2 separate regions of the Athene noctua genome follow, and region 2 is linked to region 1. A link is a contact called in public Hi-C data. All regions are on one chromosome and are shown on one strand. Each heading gives the region's core, a stretch centred on a gene start, on an enhancer-like site or on the middle of the called end of the contact. The rest is flanking DNA. Distances are from core to core; before and after follow the strand shown.

The links. A called contact is a pair of places that touch in the nucleus more often than the background predicts.
Region 2: a contact with region 1 is called in a Hi-C map of liver, with 5 times the contacts expected there. The contact joins the promoter of HSPA8 here to the promoter of UBASH3B in region 1. A contact is called at or near these places in 2 of 2 Hi-C or Micro-C datasets (heart and liver).

What each region holds. Positions count from the first base shown.
Region 1 is chr26:4,163,546-4,169,980 of bAthNoc1.hap1.1, reverse strand. It overlaps UBASH3B (ubiquitin associated and SH3 domain containing B), which reads right to left and starts at 1,488. Exons shown (of 14, transcript XM_074927470.1): 1 at 1,260-1,488. The coding sequence starts at 1,420.
Region 2 is chr26:4,319,133-4,326,309 of bAthNoc1.hap1.1, reverse strand. HSPA8 (heat shock protein family A (Hsp70) member 8) reads left to right here and starts at 5,802. Exons shown (of 9, transcript XM_074927472.1): 1 at 5,802-5,931; 2 at 6,793-7,002. The coding sequence starts at 6,798. It overlaps CLMP (CXADR like cell adhesion molecule), which reads left to right. Exons shown (of 7, transcript XM_074927537.1): 7 at 1-2,045.

The DNA.
Region 1 (6,435 bases), core at 239-2,738:
ATAAACGCTGCACGTTGATTTCAACAGAAAACTGTGTATCCCTGACAGATATAAGGAGAATGCAAAGGACAATGGAAAACACTCATTAGATCTTCTGTATGTGCTAGTGGGTCCACGGCAATCTCCCAGACCCACCGATGACATACGTCCTTAAAACTGCATGTGCGTATCTCTATATTTATAAGAAAACTGCACAAAGACAGGCTGCAAAAGCGCCACGTTCTGATTGGTATCAAAAACAAAAGGAAAACTTAAGCAGATCAAGGAATCGCCCAAATCCCCACTGGTTTCATTTGCATCCTAAAGCGCCCAGTCCCACTTCAGGAGTCACTCTGTTTGAAACTGGGAGAGTCATTATTAAGTTATCATTAGGTTGCTGCCTAATTAATTTAAAGCATAGGCACATGCAGGGAGATTACACCAGGGCATTGCTAAATTGGGCAAGAAAACCCTACCACTTTGGACTATGGAAATTTTTCTTGTATCGCTCTGCTCCTTTTTGGTTGACTTGTACACGGATTAAAGAAAATCTCCCTCCCGGCTGACCGCGTTAGCAAAGCATCGCACCGCGGACTCCTTATTTTCCAAGTGTAGGGATGACAGGCTCTGATTTCAGCTGGGGGGGGTTGGGGGGGTGTAAAAAATTGCGTCTCTGGCGATGCCAAACTTTCGAGCGATGCTAGACGGGCTGCTGCGGGCACCCCGGGGGCCCCTCCAGCACCCCGGTTCCCATGGGTGGCGTGGGGGGGGACACGAGGCGCGCCCGGGGTCGGCACCTGCCGCCCCCCCAACACCTCCCGTCCCCCCAACACCTCCCGTCCGTCCCCCCCCACCCCGGAGCCGGGGCAGCGCTGCCTGCGGCGGCCGCGGGGGGCTCGGGCCGCGCAGCATCGCCGGGCCGCTGCCGGGAGCGCATCCCCCCCCCGGCTCCGGGAGCGCATCCCCCCGCCCCGGGAGCGCATCCCCGGGCCGCTGCCGGCAGCGCATCCTCCAGCTCCGGGATCTCAGCCCCCCCGCCTCCGGGAGCGCATCCCCGGCCACCGGGGCTCCCTCCCGCCGGCTCCGCTCCGCCCGCCCGTGGCGGTGTGGAGCAGCGAAGCAAAAAAGGCGCCGATCGCTTCTCGCCGCCGTGGAAAAAGGAAAAGGAGGAGGGTGGGGGGGTGTGAGGGGGTGTGGGGTGGCTGTGGGGGGGCGGCGGGGGTGTGTGTGTGTGTGTGTGTGTGTGCGCGGAGGAAAGAAGGAGCCGTGCGGCGACTTACGCCCGGGCTTTGGGGAAGCCCATTGACAGCAGGATCTCCAGCGACGAGCCATGTTTGATGGTCCCCGCGCGGTGCTGCCGGTTCCGCCGGGGGATGACTTTGCTGTAGAGCTCCTCTTTGGCAGCCATGGCGAGCGGTGCGGGCAGCCCGCGCTGGGCCATCACGCAGCCATCGCCGGCCACGCAGGGCCATGCACACCCGCAGCGCCCCGCCGGGGGCCGGGGCAGGGCCGCCCCCTCCTCCTCCTCCTCCTCCTCCTCCTCCTTCTTCTCCTCCTTCTCCTCCTCCTCCTCCTCCTCCTCCTCCTCCTCCTCCTCCTCCTCCTCCTCCTCCTCCGCCCGCCGCCGCCACACGTGTGCGCCCCACGCAGCCCACGCCGCCACCGGCGACTTCGCAAAGGCTCCTCGGGCGAGGAGCAACCGCCCGCCCCAGCTCTTAAAGCCGCCCCCGGGCGGGCGAGGGCAAAACCCGGCCGGTAGCCAACCCCACGGTGTGTCCCGCGTGGGGAGGGGGGTCGGGATGCGCATCCGCGGGGGGGACGTGCGGGGTGGGGGCGGTGATGCGCTGAGCAGGACCACTGGGAGAACCGCAGGCTTGGTTTAAAAAACAAAAGCACGTGCACAAAGAATTATTTTGGTGGTTTTTCTCTTTTTTTTTTTTTTTTAAATTTTTTTCTTTTTTTTCTTTTTTTTTGAAATGAGGAAAATGCGCGATATCGAAGGAGCAGAGGAGGAGGAAGGGGCGCGCTGGGCCCGCCGCTCGCCCTGCTTTGATGTGGCAGCACTAGTGGTTACACGTAGTTAGGAGGCAAAAAAAATCTTGTGCTCCCAAAACCTCCACCTCGATCTCGGGTTCCTGCATCCTTCTGAGCCCTCACCAGGCCGGCCCTTGGAATCCAGGCCCTTGGAGGGTGCCTGTTCCAGGGCAGGTCGCTGTGACACAGCTCTGCTCCTCTCCCACGCAAAAGCTGCGTGTTCCTTGGGTGGGACAAGTAGTGCTGCTTTCTTCCTAGCTGTACTTCAGTTCAGATCCCGGTTTGGGGTGCAAAGCAAAGGGTTTATATGCAGCAAGAGGTATCCTCCTTCTCCTTTGTCTTTTTCCTGACGTCCCCTTCATCCCTTCTCCACCCCACAGCCTCCCTTCGCTTTTAAAGACCAGCAGATACCACTAAGCATCTTCCCAGAGCAGGCCCAGCTCCCAGGGCTGTGTAAAACAGCCTGAAATTACAACCCCGCAAATAAATAAAAACCAGTAAGAGGCGTTTTTTTAAACGTACAATAGTTTATGTCAGGGAAGGAAAGCGGTGTTGGCAGTGACAAATCCATCACTACAGTTGTTATTATTAGCATTAGGGAAAACAAACAGCCCATTTCCATTTTGCTGTATCAATGAACACGGAGAAAGGGGAAAAAAAAAAAAAAATCCCCTCCCAACTGTCTGTTCATTTTCTGCCGCTTTGCCCAAGGTGTGGCAGGTGAGAAGCGGCCCCGTGCTGCGGGCAGCCCCCCCTGTGCCACGCTGGGGGCTGTGTCCCCCCAGGGACATCAGGCCAGCAAGTCATCCCCACGCTGCCTGGGCTAACAAGCGCCATGGAAATTAAACCTCCAGAAGGACACGGCACAAAGCCCTTCTTGTTCGTTTCTTGAAGCCACTTTTAACTCCTTTGATGTCGCTGAGGCACTGATTCTTTCATTTGCTCCCACTATTAATTGGCAAGAAGTTCATTAAAGTCAAGTGGGTGAAACCAAGAAGGGTTTAGTCATGGATTTCAGCCGTCTTAGACATTTTGCAACTGTGAAATCAGAGTCAGGCACCCAATCTAGTCCGTTTTAACGGAGGAGGAGAGTTAAGGATTATTAATAACAATATTTGTGCTGAAACATGTGTTACCAGAGCCCCAGAAGGGTTTGTCACCGATGAACTCATACCCAGCCACCACAAAAATACAGCTCGTTCTGGGCCTAGGAAAGGGGAAGAGGAAAATCCCAAATTAACACTGACCCCGTGCTCCCACCTGCCAGGCAATTCCCAGGAGAACATCATCAACGTCCAGGGGCTTTGCAGCCAACAGAAATCTGTGAGGATTGTGGTGTTTTGACTTAACTCGATATGCTTTACTCATCCATGCTTTTGCTCCAGCTGTATTACTCAATCAGGAAATAACAATAAAAATGTAATTTGCTATGGAAGTAGCTTCCAGGGACTTTGCCCAGATGAGAATCTCTTTCCTCTAGCTGTGACAGATTCACGTGACCAATTTACCAAAAAAAAAAAAAAATTAAAAAAAATCCACGTTATAGGAGTTACGATATTGAAGTTTTGTTGGTTGGATGAATTGCTGCAACTAACTCCACTGGGAGCACCGAAGATGTTACAACAAACAAGAAGGAACAGAAATAGGATGTTTACACATCTAGGCTAGCTGAGTATATATTTCGTAGTCCATCAGTGATTTTTCAAGCCTGCTAAGAGAACTGCCTCCTGTTCCTCCTGTAACTTTAGTGAGTGCCTCTGCATTTGATCTGACTGTTCTTTTTTATATCAAAACCCTTTCACTGGGAAGCGGTCCTTTTTTTTAGTTTATTTTTTTATTTTTTCTCCCCAACAATTAAATATGTGCCTTGAAATAATGCTTCCTCCCACCTTTTGTTGTGCTTGAAAGCTGTCTGAGTGATCGAATAGGAAAAGGAAAGGAAATAAAGGTAGGTAGCAAATTTTTTAAAAAGCGAACACCCAGAAAATTATGCTTCAGTCCCCCAAATTAACCATAATTCTAGTGAAAAAAACCTGAAATACATTAAAGGGTTGTGCCTGTATGAAATCTGTGAGAAGCAGTTTATTCTAAAATGCTGTTGGATTTTCACGTAACACCTTTCTCACTTGTTTCACATGGCCTTCTCTCTACTGGCCTGATCTTAGAAATTTATATATGTCCTTATTACCGCTAATCACTTTCCTGCCCAGTGTGACAGCGTCTGGCTGCCCGAAACCAGGCAAGTGTGTGAGTTCCTGCAGCAACGGGCTCCTCCGTGGTCTCTGCGCTCTTCTACTCTTTTCCTCAGTGAAACTCAAATATTATCCCTTTACCTAGAGGAAAACGCGTTCCTAGGAGATTATTTATATCACTTCCTTCAATGCAACACAGGATTAACTGGTGGTGGGGGGAAAGTGTTTAAAAATGCCGTACTGGACAGCGAGTGGGAGTGTTGCTGTATACTTCAGTAGAAAGAGGTCAGGCTCCTAAGGAATTGGAGCCAAATTTAGCCAGCCTGATGCTACCTCCTCGTGTTCACATGCGAAGGGTTTACTCTCTAACAATGGGAATATTCTGAAATAAACAGCCTAACGGCAGGAAACAGAGCAGGGGTTTTGCTTTCCTCCTTCCTAACTTTCCTCCCTTAAAAAAAAAAAAAAAAAAAGGGGGGGGTCAGATGCTTTCAGAAAGTCCTTGTTCAAGACTCCGCTTTTGAATTATTACCGACTGAATTGTGTTGTTGCCCAGCACCTCCTTTGTAGGAGCAGCAAGGGAAAGACTGTCCCTACTCCCTCCTGTCCCCAGAGGAGAGAAAGAGAAATCTGCCATAAAGCAAACATTGAATAAAAGCTGAACAACGAAGGGCACAGCAAGATCACCGTTTCCTCCACTTTGAGCCCATTCCTGCAATGATTTGCATGCTTTAGCTATTTTGCATACACAGATATTCCACATGGCAACTTCAGGCCCAACGGCAGCTGGGTGGGGGGAAGGAGGGCTACTTGCTTTGGCAAGTCCATCCTTTGATTATTTGCCTGTTGAAGTGGTGTCGGTGCACCTTTGGGGCTGAGCATCTGAAAGCGCTAAATAATTAAAAATTAAACTGAGCTCACTCTCAGCACTTTTTCCTCTCTTTTTTTTTTTTTTTTTTTTTGTCTTCCCTAGTTTCCAAATGCCAAGGAATGGTGATTTATCACTGAGAAAAATGAACAGCTGCCTCACACTTGATTCAAAACAGCATGAAAATTATTAGTCAGAGTTCTTACAAAGCTAAGACCAGAGAAACTTAGCAAACTTCAGCCCGTTTCCTATGCAGTTGGTAACTGCTCCGTGGGCAGTGTTTTGTGACTGCTTGGGCTTTGTGTTGTAACACCCATCTGAGCATGTTTGGAACAACTGCTGAGCCCTGGTGAAAGTGGAAGAACAACATTCCTGAGAGCAGCTTAGTCTTAAAGCCTAAAACACCTTTGTCCAGATATTTTACCTGTTTGGGCTTCGATAATTGAGCTGGAATGAGCATTTATTTGTGGATCTGTCCCGCAGGGATAGTTTCCTTCCTTTGCTAAGCATCCATCTGCCTAGGTACTTATATGAGCCTCCTCTTCTCTCATCACCGCAATATTTGAGCCTCTCCAGAGTATTTAAAAATAGAAAGAGCAGCTGGTTTATAGGAGAACTGAATTCTGTATTTTGTCCAGAAGGCTGTGAAAGGAGTTTCTCACCCTTCACCGTATCTACCTCACCTCAAACCTCTGCCATGAGATTTGGGCTCTGGGAGGATTCACTAGGGCTGCAGAGCACTCCCTAAGGACCAGGGATTTTTTATCCATCTCCAGCTTTTATTGCCTTGAGGCTGTAACTGCAAATTCTGCTGCAGACGTGGAGGTGTGGGGTGGGTTTGGGCCCAGGGCTGGTCACAGCACTATTGGCTTCATGAGAGAGCAGCTGGAGCTTGGGCCTGGAGGATCCAAGCTGGCCACAGGCACAGGAGAATTTGCTTTTCTAGCTTGGATTTCCTTCAAATTTGGAGTGTCTTTTCCTCATTACAAACAAAATCCACTTTAATTTCATCGTAATACCTTCATTTGTGCATAGAGCTGTGGAGTTGAGCAAGACTGTCAGGTATGAGCCAGGAGGCAAAGTGTCCTTCAGATGTTTTACTTTGGGAGCAGAGGGCAGGAGGTGACATCTAGGGCAGCTTGCCTGACTTTCAAGCCCAGTTCTCAGTGTGAAAGAAGAATAAAATACCATATGTATTTTCAAATGCTTTGAGCTATTTTTGGTTAGAAGGCAACAGGGGATTCCATGTGAGGAACGACTCCTGGCTTTCTCGCTGGATGTGCCTAGGAGATGATTTAGTGCCCAGCTCTTCTCTGGAGCCTGGTTCTCTTGGTTCAGTGGCCCCGTGGAGTGAGGGTGCTC
Region 2 (7,177 bases), core at 4,553-7,052, 150 kb before region 1:
AGAAAGTCTTACATTGCAAGTTGAAGGCTAATAGGAAACGATGGGGGATAGGGACGGGCTTCCTCTGGAGGCAGATCTGTCATTTATATTTTCCTCTGAAGGACTTTGCTCTGATCACTGCTGCACACAGGACACTGAGCTTGTAGGTTTTTGATCCCTGTACTCCTGGACTGATGATTTTCTGTTCAAAAACCTCGAGGGTTTCTTTTCCCATTTGAGGGAGGGAAGGTTTTCTCCAATTTGTGGAATGCATTTACAGGGGATGGCTCAGCACGGAAGAACCACAAATCTATAATTCTTTCACTCCAGGGACTGTCATTAATCTCCTTTTCTGACTGAGACCCAGAATTCTCTCTTCTTTGCTTGAGATCTTGGACAATTCGATCAAAGCCAAGCCCTGCTTGGGCTACTTCCTTATGGGAAATAGTTTTGAAACTTGCCCTCTACTATCTAAGAACTTCTCTTCCTAGGAGCCACCACCCATTTTCATCACATCTATCAAAATTTCACTTGCTCTCTCCACCCCAGAGTCAACCCAGCCACCCTTGGCAGGACAAAGTACTCGTTGTGCGGGGAAGGCAGTCTCCATTCACAGAGGAGACATCTGGTATTAGGTGTTTGATAAGCTTCTACTTTCATCACAGCTCCTGGTGTTGGATACTGTGTCATTTTACCTAGACAGTTTCCTTGGATACTCCAGAGGCACATTCCTGGATCAGCTGAGTTTTGGTGGATTCGTAGTGGCTGTCGCTGCTTGGAAGCAGCAGCTCGAAGTGTCTGGGGTTCCTCTGCAGTTGCTCTTTTCCTGGACCCTGAAGGCTTAGGCACTGCAGAGCTGGGAGAGTTCTGAAGAGCATGAGCAGGACTGCTGAAGTAGTTTGTAGCTTCTACGGTTGCTTACTGTGCTCAACGTTACCTGTGTTACATCTGAGGATACTTATACATGTAAAACCAGGAGTGTTTTTCTCACATGCCTGAGCAACCTGAAGCTTATGACCACAAAATGAGGGTAACGATTCCAACAGCTGAGCTGGCTACAATCTGAGTATTAAATATTGTGGGTTAGCTTTGAGTCACAGGCCAGACTTGCAATTAGCAAAGAGGAGGATGCTCTGTCTGCAGCCTGGAGGGCACTTGCTGCTGGCTAGGAGAATCTGCCCAGCCTGCTCCTGGCAGCCTCTGTCCTGGAGGCCTCTGGGAATAGGCTGCAGGATGAATCAGCCGTGGCAAACCTCTCCTGGAGCAGAGAAGTCACTCCTTGTTCTAGGAGTTATCTGATTGCATGGGATGAAAGGCTTATGGACCTTGGGGTGATGTTGTCAGTCAGAAGCAACTGCTGCAGCCTGGTGTGTGTGATCATTCCCGGCTGTTCCTAGCCCTGTCGGGAAGCGGGAGGTGCACGTGCAGGCTGCCCTGGGTACAAACCCCATCCAAAAAAGCACCGTGGCCATCTCCTGCCACGGACCAAAGATGTGTGGCTCTGGTTAGAAAACGTGGGCACCACGGTGATTTAAACTCACTAAGTCTGAAACGCCGATGCTTTTCAGACCACGCATCCGTGATCTTGCAGGTGAACGCAAAGTCTGTTCTGCACTTCAGTTGCTAGCCTGAAGCCCAAAGGGAAAAAGTTCATTACTCAAAGGAAATATGAGAAAAAGGTCATTTCAAAGGCATTACATTTTCAAAGGGACATTTTCTGAGCTCCGGGTGATACTATTAGGAGTTGCACAAGGGAAGCAAATGAACCATAAGGCAAACTATTTTGTAAAATACTGTACTTAAAGCATTTACTGTCATATACCAGTTATTACTAGTGTGATTAAATGCATACAATGTTACATAGCTTTCTTTTGTTTCTCAGCAGCTAAACTAAGCTTACATCTCTCCTACCTGCTATGATTGGTGTACTTGTACTGTGTCTGAACAACTCAGAGGAAAGCGAATATTTATTATTGATTCCTTTGAATCAATGTTTCATAATTTTTTTTTTTTCTTGGTTGGTTGTTTTATAAATAAATGTGCTGCAGCTGAAGTGCTACAGCTCAACTAAACTTGTGCTAATGCTCCGTCTTCTGTGGTATGATGTGTTACATGCTGTCAAGTTGAATGCAAGGAAAAAAGTATGGAGTCAAAAATACCATTTTTAAGCTAACAAGGACCATTTGCATATTTACATAGAAAGTGTGGGGAAGCTGATCTTTTTCCTGGGTATTTTTTCAGTCTAAATTACATGGCACGGTATGAAACACACAAAACCTTGGGGTGTTTTGAAGTAAATGGTGTTTTGACTTCCATGCAGCTATTTCACCTGAGATGTTTTGGCTGAGGATGTAGATGCTTCAAGCTAATATGGTAAACAGTGCCAGCACAGATACAAAACTCCAGTGATACTGGGCAGTGACACTGTCCTCCCACTCCTGCATCTGTTGACCTTCCTGAACCACCCGCTGCGTTTCAGTTCATCTCCTGAACTGGGCACGAGAAGACAAACTTTGAACAACTAAGAGCTGTGTTCAGACAGTTTAGATCTTCTCTGCAGATAAACATTTTTGAACTGCCTAACAGGAATCTCCGGTCAGGGAGATGTAGGTGAAATTTAGGGTAACTAAACGTGACTGTGGTTGATTTCTCTTACAGTGCTTCAGCCTTCTTTCCCTGGGGGTGTTTTGCACAGAGGTCTCCCAACATCAGCAATCTTCTTTTACTGAAATCTGGGAGTTAAAATTGCGACATAATTACACAGTATTTAAAAGAAAACACAGTGACAACACAGTGGTCTCATAGGTGTGTCCTGTCTGCTCCTGACTCATGAGAAAACGCTATTACTGACTCCCTCCTGAGTTGGTGACATCCAAGATTCTGATTAAGCGATACATATTTTGAGAGACGTTGTGCAATTCCATACTTTTGTACGGTATCAGGTATCTTGGGTTATTTTTAACCTGAATCATTTTTTACTGACACCCAGAAGGGGGAGAACACAGTGGGAGAGGGAAGGGGCTGCCTTGGTAATGAGTGATTTTTCAAACTTCAGCTGGGGTGTGCAGATGCAAGTATTGTATAAATAACACATGCTGCTGTTGTGAACAGGAAGTGTGTCTTTGATAATCTCCACTCTCTTGCCAATTCTGTTTCTTAAAGAAGCAGCAGTGCTTGATGTACTAAATCAGCTTCAAAAAATAACGTTGGAATCCATCATTTGTCGGAAAAAAAAAAAAAAAAAAAACACACAGAATACTTGTCAGTGTCCAGCCTGCTGAGCCTTAATTTTCCTGATATACAGTAAATGAGCTACTTTAGTCCAGTAAGTTAACAGCCTTTAATTTCTAATGAAATGAGTCATTTGCCAAACTGCCCTCCTCCCTGCGCTGACTCACTGTTGGTTTAGGCTGCCTTCACTTGCTATCAGTCTGCTGTGAGAAGTACGGTTGCACATCTAAATGTCACTCTTTAATTTCAAGGTGGAGGTAATGCTATTCATTGGTCCTACTGAAATTCTCCCCATGATTTAAAAAAAAAAAAAAAACAAACCAAAACCAAAGCAAAGGCAATCCCTTGCTAACAGCATGGTTCCCATGAGACTTGGCGCACGGTGTGCTCAGTGCAAGTTAGGGCTGCGTGCCCGAGAAGCATCTCCCGTGGAGCCTGGGAGCTGAGTGCTCCAGCAGCCCGTACTCCGGAAAGGGTGGAGTGTACTTTGCATGCTGTACCTGCTCAGATATGGGGTGACAGTTTGTACTGACAGCCCTTATCTTTAAAGGCACAGAAAAGTCACATCTAGCACCCTACAATATGGAGCCCCTTTTCTTCTGCTGCTGCTGCTCCCGTCTCTAACCTTGTACACTCAAGTTCCAGCCATGCTGTCTGTTGTCAACCAGAGGTCCCAGGTTCCAGCCCTGTGTGTGGCAGAGCACGAATAAGAGCCGCAAACTGCTGCTTGACACGAATGACTTCTGACACGAGTGACTTCCCATGGGTCAGCACACCCCCAGGAGCCTGGCGGCGTGTGGCAGTGAGAATGTGCACCACGTTAGTGGTCTGATAATGGGTTACCAGCTGTCAACTGATCCAGGGTAACTGTGTCATGTTCCCTAGTAGAGGTCACTCAAAACTGCCATGAAAGAGAGACGTTGACACTGATCTGTCTCGGGATGCAGGCTTGCACACAGCAAAGTAGCACAGTCATTTGTTTGGGATAAGGCAGAGAGATTTATTAGTGCCCACCCCATAGTGGACTTTTCAGTTACCAGGAGTGTTTTTTGTCAAAGGTTAACCCTGTGGGCAGCATTAAGAGAGCACCAAAAATGCTTTTCCATGCAATTCTAACCCCCAACTATCCAAGTTCCTTTGCCCTTTTTCCTACTGCACAGGGTCACAGAGGCTGGCCAGGATACAGTTTTTTTGTCACCCTCCTCCTAGTGACTCCCTCTGCTCAGCATTTTATGCCGTGTAAACATTTGATGCAATTCACAGCACTCCTGCTAGAGCCTGACCTTACATGATTTATGACCTTTGATCAGCTTTCAGCCTAAGGCTCTGCTGTGACCAGCTGAACGTTTGCCGTCATCCATCCGCTCGCTTGATCCCCAAGGACGCCGAGCACCCCCGTTTTCCACCGTTCAGAGCCTCTCTCCGCGTTCCACTGAAGGCTGAGAGCACGCAGGGAGCAGCACGGGCAGAGGAAAGGCTGTCAGCTTGTCCCTTACCTGCTGATGGGATGAGAAAACCCGGGGGTTCTGTGGAGGCCGGATTCTGCTCTGCAGAGAAACCGGCGTTGCCCTAAAACGCTGCAGACAGCGTGGTTTCCTCTGCCTGGGGGAGAATGAGGGTGTGGGAAGGAACTGCAGAATATTGCCTTTTGCTTTGTGAAACAGAACATGGAGGATTACAGCAGCCACACGCTGCCCGTGCAGGGTCTTGCAGTGAGATTTATTGAAGCAAACGCTGCTGGAGGCCTTTGGGAACGAGCTGGGAGATACAAAAGGAGAAATGCTGCCGCTCCTCTCAGGGCAGAGGGCATCTCCCACAGTAGCCCCCCCCCCGCACCCCCGGCTTTCCTACTGGAAAGCCAAACGCCTCTTTTCTGCCTGGATTTGATTCTCCTGCCGTTAATTCTGCTCTTAGTTGGGTTTAACCGGCCACTCTTGCCGTGGAGCCGTGCTCGGAACAAGGCTGCTGCCAGCCCACCGCAACCGGCGGGACGGCGGCCGCAGGAGCAGGGAAGCGGCCTGCTGCGGGGTGCTGCGGGGCGGGCGGCCGGGGCCAGGGGAGGGCCGGGGCTCCCCGCATGGCGCCGCCATTTTGTGACCCCCCCGGCCCGGCTCCCCCTTCCCGCCGGCCCCAACGCTCTATGCAAATGAGCCCGCCATCCCCGCTACCCGATTGGTCATTCGCGCCCCACGGCGCCTTCCCCCTCGCGCGCGAAATATGCAAACGAGCCTCCGGCGCCGCGTTGCGATTGGCTACTCCTGGCCCTCTGGCGCCCTTTCTCTGCCCCCGCCCCCTCCTTCAGCCTACGCTCGTCGGTGTCGTCACCCGCATGCGGCCGCTGGAGGGCTCTGATTGGCTCCCGCGCAGGCGAAGCCCCGCCTCCGTCCGTTGCGGGCGGGGGCCGAGCGTTGCGGAGCGGGAAGCGGTTGGGGTGGGGGAGAGGCGAAAGCGCATGAAGGTTCGAGAATACCGGCCGGCCGGCGGGCACGCCCCCTTCCTGCGTGCGTCACGACGGGTGTGGGTTCCGGCAGGCGGCCATTGGCTGGAAGGGTGGCGGAATCCGCGAGCTGATTGGCTGGAGCGGAGAAGAGAGGCGGGCGCTTCTGGAAGGTTCTGAGGGCCCTATAAAAGCGGCGGGGAGCTCGCCCGCACAGTCTCTGAGTAGCAGTGTTGGCCGCCTCGGTTCATTTGCGCGTGTTCCGGCCTGTCCGCGCCGCTCAGGTAACGGGGCGGGCCGGCGTGGGGAGGGGGTGGCGGCCCGAGGGAGGGAGGGAGCTGCCCGGCCGTGATCTGTCCCTGGACCGGGAGGGGCTGCTGAGTCGTGGGGGATCGGGCAGGGTGTGGGGGGTGGAGGCCCTTTGGGCGCTGCGGTGGTGTTGTGTCGGGTTTTTTGTTTTTTTTTTTTTTTTTTTCAGCGTGGCCGGTTTGTCGAGCTTTGTTCGCTGCTGCCGCCTTTTTTTTTTTTTTTTTTTTTTTTTTTTAAGCGAAATCAGACCTAGGGGCGATTTTCCTCGCTTGACTCCCTTTGTTCCGCTAAAACGGGGGGGGGGGGGGGAGGAGGATAGCTAGAGGAGACTCGGCGCCCATGTTACCTCCCGCCGGGAGCGCCTGGGGCTGTGCGGGGGAGGGCGGAGAGGTGGGGCGGGGGGCCGAGCATGCTGGGGTTTGTAGTCCCCGGGGGCGGGGAGGGGGAAGGAGCGGGCGTGCAGGGCCGCCCTGTGGTGGCGGGGGGCCTGGGAGGGGGGCGCTGCGTCTCTCCGGCGGGCGCGGGGCGGGTTGGTGTCGCAGCGGGGCTGGGGCTGTGCCAAGCTCGGCCCCCGCAAAGCGGCGCCTACATTTCCCAGCGCCTAAGATGTCGGCCGACGGCCACGTGATGCGGGCGGCGCGGTGCACCATGGGAGCGGTAGTCCCGGGCCGGGCGCTGGACCACGTGGTGGGGCCTTAGGCCGCGGCGGATAAAGCGGTGAACTGAGTTAACCCAGCGCGCTCATGAGCAGTTGCTAAAACGTGGGTTAACTGATGAACTAATTTCAGTTCGAGTTGAATTTTACAGGTCAAATTTTTTTTTTTTTTTTAATTCAGACAAGATGTCGAAGGGACCAGCTGTCGGCATTGATCTTGGCACTACCTATTCCTGTGTTGGTGTATTCCAACATGGGAAGGTGGAAATCATCGCCAATGACCAGGGTAACCGGACCACGCCAAGCTACGTTGCCTTCACAGATACAGAGAGGCTGATCGGCGATGCTGCAAAGAACCAAGTTGCAATGAATCCAACCAATACTGTTTTTGGTGAGGTTGGAAGATTTGTATGCTTCATGGGGGTGGTAAATGTTACTTGGTTATAAGAATTGTTGACCAGTAGAAGGGTTAAAGCTTCCTCTTGGAAACTGAAATGTCTTAATTGGTTTTAGTCTGAATAATACAAAACTATTACTAATAGTTAGGCTTTTATTACGCACTGAAT